Regions from separate parts of the Mus musculus genome. Here region 2 is linked to region 1. A link is a contact called in public Hi-C data. All regions are on one chromosome and are shown on one strand. The core of a region is the stretch at or near the end of the contact, and the rest is flanking DNA. Distances in the headings are between cores, read along the strand shown.

Evidence for each region. A called contact is a pair of places that touch in the nucleus more often than the background predicts.
Region 2: a contact with region 1 is called in a Hi-C map of cerebral cortex, with 1.9 times the contacts expected there. The contact joins two enhancer-like sites. A contact is called at or near these places in 2 of 484 Hi-C or Micro-C datasets (the G1E-ER4 cell line and cerebral cortex), 5 of 115 datasets of contacts at active chromatin or transcription factors (the SCID.adh cell line, double positive thymocytes, embryonic stem cells and 2 more) and 1 of 9 other capture datasets (embryonic stem cells).

Annotation. Positions count from the first base shown.
Region 1 is chr16:32,709,313-32,712,039 of GRCm38.p6, reverse strand. No RefSeq gene overlaps it. Among named protein-coding and RNA genes, the nearest start is that of Gm34766, 12 kb to the right of the region's middle. Within about 2 kb of position 1,414, at least 12 of the 459 cell types and tissues checked have an H3K27ac peak or open chromatin away from gene starts, as enhancers often do. A contact at or near this core is called in cerebral cortex, where this site is marked.
Region 2 is chr16:32,853,108-32,855,834 of GRCm38.p6, reverse strand. The region is part of intron 2 of Rubcn (RUN domain and cysteine-rich domain containing, Beclin 1-interacting protein); the gene reads left to right. Among named protein-coding and RNA genes, the nearest start is that of Rubcn, 14 kb to the left of the region's middle. RefSeq lists an enhancer at 1-2,727. Within about 2 kb of position 1,419, at least 64 of the 459 cell types and tissues checked have an H3K27ac peak or open chromatin away from gene starts, as enhancers often do. A contact at or near this core is called in cerebral cortex, where this site is marked.

The sequences.
Region 1 (2,727 bases), core at 165-2,664:
CTCTTTCGAGAAAGGCCTGCTCCATTGCTTCAGATCTCCATGAGAAGAGACAGTCCATAGTTTTAAGACATTATTGTCATGGGGGGGGGGAGTTGATAAGTAAAAAATGAACCCCATTTTCTCAGGGCAGGCCTGAGGTTAAATACCTTTTGCAGGGAGGAGTGTCTGGGAAGGAGAGTTTATTGGCTACGCCTCCAGGTCTTTAGGTACCTCATTAAAATGGAGATCTGTCTTGTGGCTACGGGATCTGTGGTCAAGTCCTCTACCTGTAGACCGGCTTGAGGCGCTGCCCTTGCGTGATTGATGGCCACAGACCTATGGAGTGGAGAGCTACAGCCTCGTGTCAGGAGCCTGGTGTCTAGTATCATAGCAAAAAAACGCCTACCATCCCTTGCACGAGACCCTGCGGGGTCACCTACAGGGTCACTGGGGTTTTAAACCTAGCTCAACCAGAAAACAGTCTGACTTTCATGGTCCTACACTTAGATAATTTTTAAAAAGATACTAAACACATCCATATACACAATGATTCAGCTGTAAGGAAGCATGACATTTGTATGATAATGAATGGAGCTGTAAACTGTTAAGTAAGGTAACCTCAGGCTAAGACAGACAAAGGCCACGTCTTCTCTCTCATGGGTGGATTCTAGCTTCTAATTTTGAGATCTGTGTGTTTACGTTGGAGTAGAGGTCAGAGACCTAGAAAGGGGGTGACGAGGTGGTGGTGGCGTTCGTAAGGGGGTCAATACTTGAAGACGTGTCATGTGAAAATAAAGTAGAGAATACTAGGGACAGAAAAGTGGAGATGGGAGTGGGCATGGGGGAGAGGAAGGGGTCAGGAAAGGGTTAACCAAAATTACAGTGATTGACATGATTTCCTTCCTGTGGAGCGGGCCTCAAAGCCCATCTGGAAGCTATGTGACCTCATAACAGGTACCCCACTATTGCACCAGGAGGCTCACCTTCCAGGCAGGTTGGCATGTAGCACGCTGGCTCTGCTATCCCCTGCTGTCTCACATGGGCCCCTCCAGCACCGTGAAAGCTGGGAAAGAAGAACTTTCCAGCTTCCTTCCTTTCTTTCCTGCGACCAATTATCTCTTCTTGTTGGAAATCCTGTGGTGGGTGTAGCTAGCCTGTTGTGCAGATGCTAAAATCAAACAGGAAGGGTAGCCAGCGCTTCTTTTGCTCAAGCTGTGCCTCTGCCCAGAGACAGAATTAGAAACAGAAGTAAAGGCAGTGTCCACTCCCACCCGTCTGGCTCGGCGATGACATGGGAAGACAAACATGTCCTAATAACGGCAGTAAGCATTAGAAAGAACTAGTTAGTGTTTTAGGGTCTCAAGGCAGGGGTGCTTACTGAGCGGTGGGTAGTGTGAGCACAGGGACCTAGGCCGGACACAGCCAGGAGGAGCTAGCCAGGCAGCGGGTGGAGATGGGTGCTGTGAGCAAGTTAGCATGTACTAAGCTCTGGAGGTGCTAGACTTCTGTCTACATAAGGATCTGGAAAAAACACAAAGAGATCAAGGCAGAGGATGAAAAATGATCTATACAACCAAAGTCGTGTAGCAGCGGCAGAATCAAGACTTTATTCTAGCCTGGCAGTGGTAGCGCACACCTTTAATCCCAGCACTTGGGAGGCAGAGGCAGACAGATTTCTGAGTTCTAGGCCAGCCAGGTCTACAGAGTGAGTTCCAGGACAGCCAGGGCTACACAGAGACAGCCTGTCTCGAAAAACCAAAAGCAAAAAAAAAAAAGACTTTATTCTGCTTCTATCTAACTTCCAAGCCAGAGGACAGAGGGCCCTGTCTTTCCCTAAGAGGAATACGGAGAGCTGCAGAGGTGACTGACTCTGCAGTCAAGTGCTCGCCATTCAACCCCAGAACCCACCTTAGAAAAAGAAAGAAAAAGAAAGAAACCAGGCCTGGTAACCCCAGTGCTGAGGAGGCAGTAACTAGAGGAGCCCTGGGCTTGCTGGCCACTTGGCCTAGCCTAACTGGTGAGTCCCAGGCTAGTGAATGACCCTGTCTCAGAAACACAAAGTGAAGGGCTGGAGAGACAGCTCAACAGTTAAGAACACTGACTGTCCTTCCAGAGGACCTGGGTTTGAGTGCCACCACCTCCCACACACATGGCAGCTCACAACTAAATGTAGCTCCGGGATCAGAAGATCCAAAGCTACATACACATATGTACGTACCTTCAGAAACAAATACATAAAACAAAACGCTTTTTTAAAAAGTGGGCAGTTCCTGAAGAGGGACACTCAAGGTTTACCCCTGACCACCACACACACATTTTTGCACACACACACACGTGGACACACATACAAGGAGGAATACGGCTTACAAATCCTCTATCAGATAGGTATAAAGGATAGAGGAAGAGTGTTCTAGGTATGGAAACAGAGTAAGCAAAGTACAGGTGTGTGACAATGGTTATGATAAAAGATATGTGTAGGGAGGGATGCCTTTGGCAGGCCCATACTAAAATGTACCCCTAAGAAAGGCACAACTGGGAGAGGAAGAGGAGAGGGGGAGAGACCTGGGGTGACTGGGGGCCCTTTTATCCACAGCACACACCTGGCACTCCTGGCAGTGGCAGGCGATGACTTAAGTAACTAGGTCCCTGAGAACAGGCCAGTGGAATGGCCTGTATACTAACAACAATAAGATGTTGGCAAAGCAAATACGCCAAGCCCCACAGGGTTAGCGCCCCGTTCCAAGTCAT
Region 2 (2,727 bases), core at 170-2,669, 140 kb before region 1:
TATCTATCTATCTATCTATCTTCCTTCCTTCCTTTCTTTCCTTCTTTCTTTTTTTCAAGTGACTATTTTTACATTATTTACTTATTTATATTTATGGTAATTTGCCTGAAGGCTTATCTGTATGCTGCCTGATGCCTGGTGCCGCAGAGACCAGAGGAGGGTATCAGATCCCCAGGACTAGTTAACAGATGCTTGTAACTGGGTGCTAGAATTAAACCCATGTCCACTGGAAGAGAGCCAGTACTCTTAACAACTGAACCATCTCTCTGGCCACTAGGAACCATTTTTATCAGCCAAGTCATAGTCTCATCTGTATAAATAAGGGTAGTAGTTATAAAGAAGAGCTATAGAACAGTAAATAAGGCAGAGTATAAATTTGTCTTACATAGCTTGTGACATGTAACCAGTGAGGTGCTCGGCAGGTAAAGGCATGTGTCTCCACACCTAACAACCTGAGTCCATTTTCCTCAGACACACTTGACAGAAGAAGAGAACTAACTGCTAATTGTCTCTGACTGCCACATAGACACCATAGCATGTATGTGTGCACAAACGTACAAAATTAATTAATAAAAATTTAAAGTGATTAATAAATTGTTTCCCTGTTGCATATTGTCCTGTGATATATATAATTAAGAACATTGAAATTTTGAAGATAACTTGATTCAGTGAAATCTTATTATCTTCCTTACCACTGGAGATCTTGCAATGCTTTTTAAGAAAATGCCATCCCTTTAATCCCAACACTCGGGAGGCAGAGGCAGTATGATCTCTGTGAGTTCCTGGCCAGCCTGGTCTACAGAGTGAGTTCCAGGACAGCCAGAGCTGCACAGAGAGACTTATCTCAAAAAAACAAAGAAGAAAATGGCATCCATGTTATCTAATTGAAGACCCATTTCTCCCTTGGTTAATAAATGCAGTGCTGTTGACCACCGTCGCTTCTTGATTTGCATGGTATTATCTTATGATGCCACAGGAAGCATTGTCCTGAGTCTGCGACCATTCTTTCAGTTTCTGTACCTGAATTTCTTCTTGGATTAAACATTTTTTAAAAAATGATATTTATTTATTTATGTACATGTATGTGAAGATCAGTGGGCAACTTTCAGGACTCAGATCTGTCCTTCCACCATGTGGGTCCTAGGGATGGAACTCAGATCATTAGATGTAGCCAGTACCCTCACCTGCTGAGCCATGTCCCTTGCCCATTACAGGGTTCTAAAGATAGAGTCATTGTGTGTACTCTTGTGCCCCCCACCCCACCCCCATTTCCTTGAAGCAGTCTCTTGTCACCCATGCACCTTGACACTCAGCTCAGCCCTCGGCGCTGAGCTCCAGCTCTGAACCTGCTGTCTCCCTCACACTATCCTGTGCCTGGCTGCCCCACCCAACAAGCAGGGTGCAGCTAAATATATTATCTCTCAGGAGACTGCATCCCATCTTGGTGTTCTTTATGTTCATTTGTAGCACTGAACTACCCAGTGTTCCATTCACAAGTTTGGGATTCATGCCAGAATGTTTTGTTAAAAACAAAGTGCAAGTTTCCCAGGCTGGTGACCAAAATAGCTACCAGATTAGTGGTGCTGTCATTCAGTGGTTAAACTGCTTGTGCCTTGATAACAAAGGTTCTTTTCTTGGCCCTGTTACTAATTTTACATTGTCACATAGTAACATAACCAGATTACATGATGGTTTCACCATCTGTACCACAAAGGGAGAAATGTTGATGAGACTCTCAAATAAAACAAGCTTACAGATGCAGAATGGTGTTAGCTTATCTTTCTAGAATTTTTTCCAAGTGCTGGGACTAAAGGCGTGCGCCACCAACGCCCAGCTCTTTTTAGAATTCTTAAAAAAAAAAAAAAAAACTAGCACGAAAGCTATCCTATAGAAGCCCCCCCCCTTCAGAAGGAAGCAATTTAAGAATGTATGCGAGCACTTACAACACTAGCATCAGTAAGTGGGAGCAGACACACGTGCAGCATGGACAGGCGCTTAGTCCACAGAGGCTCCAAGAGGAAAGGGCCCGAAACAGAAGCTGCACGTCAGTTTTATTGTGGCCCTGTGCCTTGTTAAGGTCTAAGAGTTAAAGACAGCATCAGACTTGTTTTTCCCCTGTTGTTTCCTTCCAGAAAATTTAGTGCTTTCAAAGGTTTCAGCCTGCTGTGTCATCAGGAAGCTATTCTGGGTGCTGTGCCCTTGGAAAGAGGAAGGGACACATGATTCCCGTTGGTCATTTCTCCTCTTTGTTTTCAAAAGGATGTGCTATGGACGTGAGCTGTGGTTTGTTTTAATCACTTGGGGACCCCGGGAAGCTGTAATGGCATGACTGTAGTCTTAGCGGGATCTCGTCGTTGCCAGCTGCATCTGGGCCACCTTTACTGAGGCCAGGTGTATTGATAACATCTCTGTTCTGCTGCTTATGAATGTGGAGACAGTTCCTGAGATGGCTCAGCTAAGGTGAAAGGGCCCCTCCCCTACCACAAGAAGAAACTGCTTTAGCAGTGTAGATGGCCCAATTAAAATGATTTACTTTTTATGTGTATATTGTCTACATGTATGTATACCATGTGTGTGCCTGGTGCCCATGGAAGCCAGAAGAGGGCATTGGATGCCCTGGAACTGAAGTTACAGGTAGTTGTGGGCCACATGTGAATGCTGGTATCTGTCCTGTGCAAGAGCAGTCTGTACTCTTAACCTCAGAGCCATATCTCTCTAGCCTAAGGT